Linked DNA regions of Ovis aries: region 2 is linked to region 1. Evidence: chromatin contacts called from public Hi-C data. All regions are on one chromosome and are shown on one strand. Each heading gives the region's core, a stretch centred on a gene start, on an enhancer-like site or on the middle of the called end of the contact. The rest is flanking DNA. Distances are from core to core; before and after follow the strand shown.

Region 1 (6,233 bases), core at 1,228-3,727:
GAAAAGCTGACGGGCTCATGTGAGGTGTGAGGGGCCCAGAGACCTGGGGGCTGAGGCAGGTCGGCCCCACGCCTGGCTGTCTTGGGTGGTGGCACAGCTGCCAGAGGCAGGGACTAAACCCTGGACCTGACATAGCCCTGGGCTGAGAGATGGGAGGAGGGCCTGGGAAGGGGCACAGGCAGAGGCTCCGCTGTCATCAGCCATATGATCTTGGACAAGTCTGTCAACCTGTCTGGACCTTGGCTTCCTCTTCTGTGAACTGGGGCTCATGCTAGCACCGAGCTCACAGAGCCGTGGGAAAGACCAAGACTGACGATGCATGTGCTGATCACGCAGCCCAGCAGCTGGCACGTGGATGTTGGGCAGACCTCACTCATTCCTTCCACACTTAACCCTGTGGTGAGCCAGGCCACACCAGCGCTGCAGCTGCACAGACTGTGGGGGGATGGTGCTGCATGAGGGCAGGGACAGGTCTGGAGGCCCTGCCCCCACGAGGCCCACGCACCTCCTTGGTCCAGCTGCCTTGAGCTCATCTCCTGCCCAGGAGTGGAACACAAAGTAGAGCGTGTAGGGCAGTGAATCCCCAGGGTCCCGGATCCCCACTTCAGACGTGGTCACCATTTTGTCGGTCTCGCTTCAGCAGCCCCCATCTATATTCTGGATTATTTGAGAACAAAGCCAAAGCCTGGGCTCTGTCTCGCTTCACCTTCAACACGCGTGTCTAACAGATGAGGTCACTTTTTGCACAACCCTCATCACAGGCCACTTTTCACAGGGCCCTCGTCACACCTGACAAGACATGACTTCGCTCCACTGTTCGCAATACGAGGACAGGCTACGGTCAGTGTGTTGGACCTGTATTTGGAGCTTGACTTCTCTCACCCACGGGGTGGTTCCAGAGACCCTCTGGCTCATGGCAGGGAGGTACAGCCTGTGGGGAAGGTGGCAGAGTCACATGAAGCCCATGGCCCTCTGGCCGGGAGTTTCCTCCGCTCTAAAAGTGACCCTTGGCTAACAGGAGTCAGGGAGAGGGGCTGCCCTCGGGGCTCCCTACCCCCTCAGTACTCCCAATGGGCTGCAGCCGTGCATGTTTGTGGTATGTGTGTGTAAGTGTGTCTGAGAGTGTGTGAGTGCACATGTGTCAGTGTGTGGATATGTGTTAGTGCAAGCAAGTACAAAGAGGTATGTGAACGTGTGTGTGTGACAGAGAGATGGGAAACCACGAGCCCAAGCCTCTAACCGTTCTGCAGAAATGTGGAGAGGTGTGAGGAGGGGCCTTTGTGCCCGAGGACAGGCTGTTCCTGGCTCCAGCCAGAGTTCCAGGAACAACCAAACGCCTGCCTCTGGCTGCGGGAGCCCTTCCCCAGTCGTCACCGCCTCCATGTCAGCTTCTCTTGCCCCGTCTCCCCTCCAAACACTAGGCGGGAGGCGGGCCAGGGAGCAGCTGGGGTGGCCTCTGGATGCCCGACCTTAGGTTGTGGGGAGCTGGGGTCCAGTTGTCTGGGAGCAGGCAGGACCTGACTCCCCACCCAGGTCATCACGGGGCCCAGCCCTGGCTCACCCCTAGTCGTTTGCTGAAGGCCTGAGCACGCTGGGGGAAAGGCACCTGGAGTCTCTGGCTGGAATCAGAAAAAGCACACGGCATGGAGATGGAAGGACCCGTCTGCCAGTCTAGGGCATCGCGGCCTTCCCCAGGCCTCAGTTTCCCCATCTGCTGTACTGTTCTCTGCCCTGGCTCCTGCCTTGACCGTTAGGAGCACATATGAGCCCCGAGGGACAGGAGAGGCGTGTGCCTAAGGCCAGGGCCCAGGGCAGCGGGAGCCAGCGAGGGGAGGGGCCCTCGGCACAGAGCGCCCTCTGAAGCCTGCGGTCGGTCCCACGTGCCCCAGCTCGTAGATGAAGACACGGGGGCTCCACGCATGTGTTTCAAGAAGAGGGTGGTGCTAGGAGCCTTGTCTGGGCCCCACGAGGGTCCCCTGAGCCCCCAAGGCCTTTGGTGCTGAGGTGGTGGTGGTGGGGCGGTTGAGCACATAGTCTCCATCAGCTCCACGCTGGGGAACTGGCTGGTTTCCCTTCCCTGTGTCTGGTGTCTTACACCAAGGCCTTCATAGGCTGGAGCTGCCCGCTCCCCAAACCACCTCTGCCCTGGAGCCCTCCTCGTCCTCTGCAGCTGTGGGCACAGCACGCTGCTCGGGGCTGAGCCCCGGCTCTGCCTCTGAAACACTGCACCAGGCGGTGATACCTCAGGGTTCAAATCCTGCTCTGTCGCCCAAGTGATCTCGAGCGAGCCCTTTTCTCTGGAGGCCTCAACTAGGGGTGTGAGGGTGGCGGGGGACGCCAAGGGGAGAGAGGCAGGGGTGGGTCAGAGCTGGGCCCTCCCATCTGGGTCCACTGACGCCCCTTTCTGCTATGGACTCCGCTCTCTCTACTCTCAGCCGCCAGCTGCTTCTGGACGTGGACATTAAGTCTAACCGGAAATCCTTCCTGTCCAGGGGAATTACTGGTTTCCACGGCTCCAGGAGATGTCGAAATGCAGGCTGTGCTTGCCTTGGATGTTTTCTTTCCACAGAAAACAAAGCAAAACAACGGGCGCGTGCACAGGACACACAGGGCAGAAAATTGAGTTTTAGACTTGACTCCTCAGGCCCAGGACGGGGTCGCTCGGCGAGTGAACAAGAGAACCAGCTTCCTGGGTTGGAGGCCTGGTGTCCCCGTGGACACCCTGTGTGACCTTTGGCCTGAGCCACACAGACAGTGTGAGCAGGTGATCCACAGTGCTGGCCTCCTACCCACCACCCTGCTGCCAAGCTGGGCTGACTTATCCGCACATCCCCATGGAAGCCACGGCTCAGAGAGGCCAGGGCAGCTGCTCAGGGTCACCCAGCTGTGGGAGACAGGACTGATCTGGAAGCCAGCACGACGACACGGGGCACAGGGCCACTGAGATGGACAGGCCCCGAGTCCTTAGACCTGCACCGGGAGCGCAGCCCTCCCTGGGCTGCAGGTGGAGAGGCCCTCATTTGGGGGTTTATTCTCTTCCCTGCCCACTTTTCCGGACTGGATCCCCTCTCCGCTCACTGCTGGGCTGCAATGACGCCCATCTGCCCTGCTGCCATTTCACGAAGCCTGAGGCCAGGCACCCAAAAGTGAATTCTTTCTTTGCGCCAAAAAGGGGAAAGGGCTTGATAGATTTCAGGATTCACTGTGCACCCCAAAGAAGGCAAGGGATCCTGTTTCTGGAGTCAGGGACCTCTGTTCCTGCCTGTTCCCCACACTTCCCCATCTGTGTTTCCTGATCCCAAGGAGTTACATCTTGTTTTCTCTGCCCCATCTCAGAGGCTGCAGTCTGGAGGCATGGACTGCATGTCGGAAACTAGTTGCCAAAATTTAAAAATTCCACATAACAACCTGGACTTCTAGTCTCCCCTACCACCCACTTCCCACCACACCCCAGGCGGTGTATTCTTAGCAGCAAGTGCACAGAGCTGAGGATGTGGTGGCCTGTGGGGAGGTGTAGCTCCTTGCCCATGGTCTCCTCATTCCCATCCCTGTCAGCCCCACAGGACCATAATGCCCATTTCCAAGCCTGGTGCTTCTCAAGCGTGCATGTGGGACTGATGAGGGACTCTAAGAACGTCAGGGAACCCAAGTCCGTGTCTCAGCATCCATGGGGTGGGATCAAGCCTTCCGCAGGTGATGCTGGTGAGCAGTCAGGCTGAGAACCACAAGCCGCTGACCCCGAGCGGAGGGGCTCCGTATGCAGGGGGCTCCTTAAGGCTCACTCGGCTGTGGCTCCAGGCTCTGTGAGCCGTGGCCCTCGGTGAGAGCCCCACGTCGAGACAGCCCAGCCTGGTCCTTGCTCAGAAGAAGGGCCCTCTGTTTCCCCTCCCAGGGACTTTCCAGGAGGTCCCGGACACTTGAGTCTGCTCACTGTGGGATACTCGGCATCTGAGGCCCCAGTCCTGCGCTTGGAGAGAAGGCCAAATGGGAGCTGCAGCGGAGGCCCGGGGCTGCCGTCTCTAAGGAAGATTCACTCCTATATATGGTCACCGGGAGTCCCGCTGCAGAGCGAGCCGTGACCTAATGTGCCGACAATCTCGCCCAGTCTGGGGCCCTGCCTGGGAAGGGCCCTCGCCCCGGAGAATGTCTGCTTGGGGACAGAGGGGCTGGGAGAAGGCGAATGCTCGGGGTAGAGCCAAGGTGAGACAAGACATCCCAGACACCCAGAGACCAGAGGGGCAGCCCCAAGGCCCCCGCCCCCATGGCCTCCTGTGTCTGTGAAAATGTCCAGCTCCCCACTGATGCTCTGTGTAGACAAGGAAACCCAGGAGCCTCTCTTGCTTTTCAAAGTTCTTTTAATAGAGCATGAAAAGGCTATATCTCTATAGGCAGGCCGTATACAGATTCTCCAGGAATAAGGCACACGACGGAATGCCATCCCAAGGGCAGCCCTCAGGAGAGGTTGGGAGGCTTCTCCACGCACCCTCCGAGCTGGCCCGCGGGTTCTGTTTGTCTTTTTAGCTGGACACACACATATTAACAGATACAGACACCGACAGGGGCACCACACAGGAGTGGAGGAGGTTGAACGGTGACGTTGACAACAGAGAGCGGTGAGCTCCCTAAGACCGGACGCCTCCCAAACGTCAGGGTTAGTTGTCACTCTGGGCTATGGTGTAGTGATGCTGGATTTAATATTTGTTCCAAGTAGATTCAAGTCCGTTAGATGCTGGAGGGCAGGTCTCAGGGCTCTGGGTGGCAAATCCAAGCTCAAAGAGCGCAGGGCCCTGAGGGATGGCTCAGACGGCAAAGCTCCAAAGAGGGAGGTCGGAGAAATCCCCCTCCTGCTTCCTCTTCCCTCCCTGGGCCCTGCTGACTGGGAGCCCTGGACCAGGCCAAGGAGGCCATCTTTGGAGCTGGCCGGCATATGGAGAGGCTACGTAGTCACACGTCACCTCCTCCTAACCTGGCTCGCTTCCACCCCCCACAAGATTAATAACCATGATAACAAGATAATACTAAGAAGGTGCAAGAGAATGGATTCTAATGCTGTGCTATCCTCAGCTGAAGAGGCTCAAAGGGTTCACCATTCCCTTTTTCACTAAGTATCTAATAATAGCTTCCCTTACAAAAAGTAATACTTTCCCAAATACACATATGTATAAATACAGGACAGGAACACATGAATAAGTCTAAGCACTTGAATAATATGCTGGCTACCTAATACTGATATTTTCATCCAAGGAAAACAACAGAGAATAACAATAATATGGCTTAAAGAATTGCAAAGATTTTTTTTTCCTCATCAGAATTATGTACCAACTTCATATAATATTCTATGTAGACAATATTTCCTTCTTAATGTAATTCAGTTGCAGACTTTTTACAGACCAAAGCATAGTAAAAAAAAAACAAAACAAAAAAAAAAACCAAACCAAAAAAAAAAAAAAAAAACAGGAAAAAGAGAAAAGTTCTCACCATAAATATTTTCTTGCAGCTCAACCAGAAGGTTTGCAAAAAATACTTCCAGAAATCTTCCTTTGATATTCTATTGCCCTCCTGAAAGCTCTGAAGTTTTGAAAATGCCTCTTTTTGTTTAACCTCAAAAATCAAGCAATCATATTTTTCTTTTTCTTTTTTTTTCTTAAAAAAAGCCCTCAAATATATACAGACAAAAATCACTGTGAAGTTTTCGGGAGAAGGTAACAAATTCAGTGTTGTGAGAAAAATTGGAAACCATGCAGAAATTTTAACATCCATGAATTTTCATTTCAAAATACACACATACTATTTTTTTCTTTAAAAAAGAAAAGGAATTCTGTGTCAAGTATAACTCAAAATAAATACAAATTCACAAGTAGAACTATTGAATACTTCATATTGGGTAAACACGGTTATCTCCCAACTGGATCGCTAGACCTACTAACTGCAAGCGATTGTCCCTTTTGAATGTACTACAACCACACACTTTCTTGTCTCCTGGGCACCCAGGCCCTCTGAGCACTTAATTCTTACAGCACCAGCCTGGACAGCAGTGGGTCTCGCTGAGCCCAGAGAGCTCTCCAATTCAGCCAAACAGTACCGGAGGGGGTGGTGCAGAAGGGCAGCCTCAAGGGGAGCCCAGCCCCCGCTGGCCGGCTCTGTACAGATGGTGGGGTGCAGCGGCTGCCAGCTGGACAAGCCCACTGGAAAGGTCAGTTTGGGGTGATATCCCTTCCCCTCTTGACCTGTGG
Region 2 (6,233 bases), core at 2,319-4,818, 170 kb after region 1:
TAAAGTCCCACATCCATAACTGCAATCTGTCAATTGTAATATCGTTATTCTGTGTTTCCGCTTATAGATAGGGAAACTGCCTTTAAAGGTGAGAAATTTCACATGGACATCTGGATTTCTGGCGCCCCCTGCCAGCTCAGTTGGTAGAGAATCTGCCTGCGGTGCAGAAAACCCAGGTTTGATGCCTGGGTCGGGCAGATCCCCTGGAGAAGGAGATGGCAATCACTCTAGTATTCTTGCCTGGAGAATTCTAGGGACAGAGGAACCTGGCGGGCCACGGGCTTGTAAGAGTTGGACACGACTTAGCAACTAAACCACTACGTGGAAAGTGGATCTGCGGGCTGTGAGCCTTGTTTCTCTGTCCTCTTCTCAGCTGAGAAGCACCTCTGTGTAGTCCCCACGGTCCCAACCACTCTCTGGCCTTAAACTGCCCTGATTCCTGCATTTAAGTTACCCAGTGGCCCCTTTGGGCTTTCAGGTTGGTGGCCCTGAATCTAATTCAGTCTTCCCACTTTAGAGCAGAGAACACAGAGAGGGCCAATGACCTGCCTAGAGTCCCGTGGCAAGAGGGCAGCTGAGCTAGAACTCAAGCCTGTGTTTTCCTTTGTGCTGCTGCCCCCTGGTTCCTTGCCTGTCCTGGACCCCAGTGGCCTAGGCTCTCCCGGCCCAGGGGATGTGTGGATGGCGTCTGCCTTAGCACAGTGAATGGAACTCAGCTGGGACCCTGTCCCCCTCTCCCTCCCCTCTGGGCTTCAGGGCCCAGAAATTCTGCCCAGCTGTCCTAGGTGACGTGGGCCTGGAGTCGGGGGTGAGGCCTGCATGCCTATCTGTCCATCTTCTGTCCAGGAGCTCTATGCAGCCGGGGAGAACCGCCTGGGAACAGATGAGTCCAAGTTCAATGCGATTCTGTGCTCCCGGAGCCGGGCCCACCTGGTGGCAGGTAAGGCTGTGCTGGCTGCCCTGTGCCAGGAAACAGAAACCTTTGGCAGTTCCTCGCTGCGTGGGCCTTTCGCTTCCTTGAAAGAGCCCCCTAGTGGTGATTTGCAGGATTTTATCAGCGTGTTTCCTGCCTGTGCTGGAATCTGGTTCTGAGGAAAGCAAGGAAGGTGAGAGAAAGGGGGGCCTCCTGATGGTGGGTATCTTTACCTGCTAGAATGTGGAATTTCAGAGTTTGTTTGGGAGCAGTTTTTAATTTCTTTTTTTAATTGAAATATAGTTGACTCAGTGTTGTGCCAATCTCTGTTGCACAGCAAAGCGAATCGGTTTTACACCTGTATACATTTTTCTGTCAGTGCCCTGTGCTGTACAGGAGGAAGCCCTGCTGACAGTTGCGTGGACTTAGATGTCTGTCTTGAATAAAACAGGGAGCCGGCGGAGGGCTCGGTGTGAGGGAGGGCTGTGATTTGACTTAGGTTTTGCAAGTGTACTGGCACGTGTACTGAGAAGAGTGGCGAGGTCTCTGGTGAAGAAGGAAACCAGTTAGGAGACGGCCGCAGTCAGTCCAGGGGAGGAGTGATGGTGGTGTGGACAGCTGGTAGGAGCAGGTGGTGAGCAGGGGTCAGATTCTGGCCCTGTTTGCAGATGAATTGGCTGTGGAGTGTGAGAGAGGGAAAGGACCCTGGGATTTGTCCCTGCTGAGCCAGTGGGAGAGGGCAGGGCCCTTGACCGAGAGTGGAAGGCTTTAAGGAGGGGAGGGGGTCAGGAGCCACAGATGCCGTGGAAGCCACTAGGTCTGTGAGCCCGGAGCTCTGGAGAGGTCTGGCTAGAGGTGGAAGTTTGGGAGCTGAGTGGGTCGAAGGAGTTTGAGGCCCTGGGACTGCAAGTGGTCCCCCTGGGAGGGAGCACAGCGGTCTGAGGACAGGGCTCCGGCCAGGGCAGGAGACGTAGGAGGGACACCCCGAGAAAGGGGTGTCCTAGAGGCCAGCAGTGTCAGCGCTGAAGAGGGCAGGTGAGGATGGAGAACGGTGACCACACCTAGCAGCGGGCTGGGATCTCCAGCACCCACTGTGTGCGTGCACCGAGCCTTTAATGAATGCCAGTGGACGCCATTCTCCCGCTTTACAGATGAGGAATGGGGTGAAGGGCAGCTGGGGAATTCAGGCAGCCAACTGGTAACGTGGCAGAGCTGGGGCTTGCCCTCGGGCTGCCTGCCTCCACAGCACTGTCCTGCAGTGGAGCAAGTGCGCACGCATGCTCGTCTTGGTCACTGTGCATTTTAATAAGCATGAGATATGTTTACAGCGCATCAGGGCTGCATGAATGATACTAGTCGGGAGAAAAGAGGAGCTGATCTGAGTTGGGTCCAGAGGTGGGAGAAGCCATGATGCTGACACGCGAGTTGAATGACAGCAGTTTGGAGAACAGAGAAACCGAGAGCTTGGCCGGGGAAGGGGGTCCTATCCTGGGGCAGAGCTCAGGTCAGGACCCGGGTCTCCATGGCTCCACCTGCCTCTCGGAACCCACAGCCCGCTTCCCATGGGTGCTCAGCCCAACCCAGGGCAGGCTGGGATGCCAGAGTTGTGTTAGCTTACAGTCAGATGAAGAAAGACCGACACAGAATGACGGGGAAGGGCCGGGATTGGAGGTGGTGAATCTGAGCAGAGCGTATTGGTGTCAGGGCTCCTGGACAGGGGATTGAGGTGCAGGTAAGGGGACTGAGTGAGCAGGCTGGGGGGCGGGGGAATGCACTTGCCTTCGGGTGAAGAACCGGCAGACTTGAGAGCTGGGCCAGCGTGGTCACCGGGACTGCCTCGGGTGCCAGGAGCAGAGTGGGAGAGGCGAGCTCTGGGAGGAGGCAGAGCTCTCACCACGCGTCCTGTCCGAGTCAGCTCGGGCTACCGTAATAAAATACCACGGGCCGGGTGGCTTAAACAGCAGGAATCTGTTTTCTCCCAGTTCTGGAGGCCAGAAGTCCAAGATCACGGTGCCGGCAGTGAGGGTTTTTCTTGCGGCCTCTCTGCTTGGCTCGCACGTGGCCCCTCCTTGCTGTGTCTGAGCATGCTCTTAGCTCTGTGTTTGCAGCCCTGGTGTTTGCTTGTGTATCCAAATCTCCTTTTCTTATAAAAACACCAGTCAGATTGGATCCGGGCCCATGCTGAGGGCCTCATTTTAACTTAATTACCTCTTTAAAGACTATCTCCAAGTACAGTTTAAATTCTGAAGTCCTGGGAGTTGGGACACTTCAACGCAAGAATTTGGGGCAAGCGTCAGGGACAGAATTCAGTTCATAATGTGTTCCTCTGTCTTCCCACTAGTTTTTAACGAGTATCAGAGAATGACAGGACGTGACATTGAGAAGAGCATCTGCCGGGAGATGTCTGGGGACCTGGAGCAGGGCATGCTGGCTGTGGGTAGGTGTCTCAGCCCGCCCCCTGGGGCCTGGGGTGTGTTGTGAGTTTTCTGGGTGCTCATCCACCCTGTGGTTGAGGACGAGCATAGTGAAAGGGTCCAAGATTGTTAAATCCAGCTGCCTACGCAGTGGGAAATCAGGCTGCTTCCTGGATCACTGTGTAGTTGTGCCCCCAGCGGTCTTGTTTATATTTCAAGCCCAGCCCCGGGAGGGAGCTGCAGTGTGAGCACCAGTGGGAGCACGACCAGCCGCTCTCCGGGAGGAAGATGACTCATATCCTGCCAAGTCTTCTCTAAAAATACATCCCTGCAGGCAGTTGTCAGATGTTTGTGATGGAAACACGTGGAAAGGCTTTTTTTTACTTGCAACAGCAAAACAGGCCCTGGCTGAGGAAAGCTGGCGTAGCTCCCAGGACGCTGTGCGCCTCCCACGGTGCCTGGGTTCTGCCCTCCAGAGCAGGGCCTGGCACGCTCCAGGCCAGTCCTCCCCCAGCCCTCCACCTGAGGGTGTGGCCCCTCTTTGTACCCACTTGGGACTCTCACGGGCTGTCTGTCTCTGCTCTGCTTTTCTGGGAGCTCTCCGAGCGGGGCAGGTTCCCTGTGTCCCCCATGGTAGGTGTCATGGCCTGAGAACCCCAGTTGGACATTCATTCTGCTCAGACATCCTTCCCCCCAAGGACCACGCCATCCCCAGCGGGGCCCCTCCTGCTCGAGCAGCCGTATGGCTCCTAACCACCGTCCACATTCCGTCCCTACACAACTTCCTCCATCACACTGGTTATCAGGAAAGGGGTTGCGTTGGTGTCCAGGCTCTGCATGTTTCTATTCCAGAGGGCTGGAGCCAGGATCGTGGGATAATTGAGCCTGAAGGAGATGAGGGGGGAGGAAGATGGATGCAGAGGTTGTTTGATGGACAGCCGGCCTTCTGAGAGGAGGCTATGGGCTCCATGCCCCGCTAGACTGAGTTTTCTGCAGATCAGCTTATGCTTTGTTTCTCTCTTCCAGTGAAATGTCTTAAGAATACCCCAGCCTTCTTTGCTGAAAGGCTCAACAAGGCCATGAGGGTAGGTAATCCCCAGGTGCAGGGTCTGGGTGAGGGGGGTGCCTCAGCCCATTCTGTGATTGGGACCTTACTCAGGGGAGGAAGCTTGAGGAGAGCCAGCCTTCCTCCAGAGAGGGCGGGGAGGGGCCTGGGGCCCAGGAAAGGTGGGGACTGGATGGTGAGGAGGTCCACAGCTCATGCCCTTGGGCCACTCTCTTTAGGGAGCCGGAACCAAAGACCGGACCCTGATCCGCATCATGGTGTCTCGCAGCGAGATCGACCTCCTGGACATCAGAGCGGAGTATAAGCGGCTGTATGGCAAGTCGCTGTACCACGATATCACGGTACGGGCCTCTGGGGGCCGTCTGGGCTGTCTCCCTGGCCGCTCCCCCATCCCCTTTGCTCCTCCTCCTCACAGCGCCATGGGCTTGGCCTCAGCCAAGCATGGGCATCTCGCCTGTGGTCCTCTACTCACCCTCTTCAGTTTTCCCTTGTTCCTCTGCACGCACAGCAGCAGCTTGTCAGCTCCTGACGGCAGGGAGGGTCTTGACCTTGCTCTCGCCCCACCCTACATCCCAGCATCCAGCACAGCTGCTGTTGAGCAGGTGGCTGGCAGAGGAGGGTCCACAGTCAGCATGAGAGACTCGCAGCACCACCACCCCCACATGAATGCCTGGGGCCTGGCCTTCAGAGTCCAGCTGCCCCGTGGCTCTGGCATCCATCAGGGAGAGCTCAGGGCCCAGACCCCCGGAGGGTGCACGGCTCTGGCTCCCTGACGAGCCACCTCTTGCAGGTTTAGGGTGGAGGCAGCGCAGGGAGGTGGTTCAGAGCGAGGGCTCGGGGGTCACACCACTTGGGGTCCAGTTCTGGCTTTTCTGTTGATATTTGCTCACTATGTGATCTCACACAGCTTGCTCAAACCTCCCTGAACCCTAGTTCCATCATCCTTAAGATGATCCCACCCCCAGAAGTGTTGGATCTTGAAGGAAGCGGTCCATGTAAAGCGTACTGTGTGACATGTGCGTGTCTAGTAGAGACTAGTGCCTCTTCGTCACTGTGTGCCAGAGACAGTCTGACAAAATTGATCTCTGTTGCAGGAGGAGTGGGAAGGAGGGGGGCTTCTGATAGTTAAATTCTGAATCTTAAAATTGAAGTTGCCACACCCAGGTCCTGATTTCAGACTCACTGATGTTTGACGTTGGGCATCTTCTTGAGAGAAGCTTCTCTCTCTTTTCTCGGCTATAGAAACAATGCTGCTGATAGCAATCTTGTGTGCTGTGGGCATCTGGAATAAGCCATAGGCCTTGCCCTCAAGGAAGAAAATGATTAGAAATTAGCTCATTGTGGCCTTACTTCTAAGTGCAGCGGACAGTTGGAGGAGAGCTCAGTGTGAACTGGGAGCCAAAGTGGTAGCTGTCTCCTCCACCGGATGGTCGTGTCACAGCAGATGGCATTTCCGGCACAGGACACAGTAGTGCCTTACGGTATAATCCCTGTTTAGCACAACAGAAACGCACTGGGCAAAGACCGCCATCAGTCAGACCTGGGTAGGGGCGTTTCGGGCTGTTTAAACATTTTTGTGTTTGTTTTTCAAATGCTGACTTTGATCACTGGGGTGAGTACAGCTGTCAGTTTTTTCACTGGAGGAGACTAGGGAGGCTGAGCTACACTGTCCATGGTCCATGCACCTGTGAGGCCAGCATGTGAGCTGCTCACCTGCTCAGCAAAATGGGAAATTTCGTAAGATAGGGCCACCTCTCTGTAAGGGCACTTTGGGCAGAAGAAAATCAAGAGCCAGGAAGCCAGAACTGGTCGAGCCTTTCTTAACTTGATGTCTTACTCC

Evidence for each region. A called contact is a pair of places that touch in the nucleus more often than the background predicts.
Region 2: a contact with region 1 is called in a Hi-C map of liver, with 2.5 times the contacts expected there. The contact joins two enhancer-like sites. A contact is called at or near these places in 5 of 16 Hi-C or Micro-C datasets (liver, mesenteric adipose tissue, muscle and 1 more).

Annotation. Positions count from the first base shown.
Region 1 is chr25:34,170,149-34,176,381 of ARS-UI_Ramb_v3.0, forward strand. All of the region lies in intron 3 of ZCCHC24 (zinc finger CCHC-type containing 24), which reads right to left. Among named protein-coding and RNA genes, the nearest start is that of PPIF, 18 kb to the left of the region's middle. Within about 2 kb of position 2,478, at least 14 of the 54 cell types and tissues checked have an H3K27ac peak or open chromatin away from gene starts, as enhancers often do. A contact at or near this core is called in liver and muscle, where this site is marked.
Region 2 is chr25:34,339,208-34,345,440 of ARS-UI_Ramb_v3.0, forward strand. ANXA11 (annexin A11) reads left to right here. Exons shown (of 15, transcript XM_060406544.1): 12 at 847-940; 13 at 3,255-3,350; 14 at 4,354-4,412; 15 at 4,612-6,233. The coding sequence ends at 5,166. Among named protein-coding and RNA genes, the nearest start is that of PLAC9, 20 kb to the right of the region's middle. Within about 2 kb of position 3,569, at least 25 of the 54 cell types and tissues checked have an H3K27ac peak or open chromatin away from gene starts, as enhancers often do. A contact at or near this core is called in liver and muscle, where this site is marked.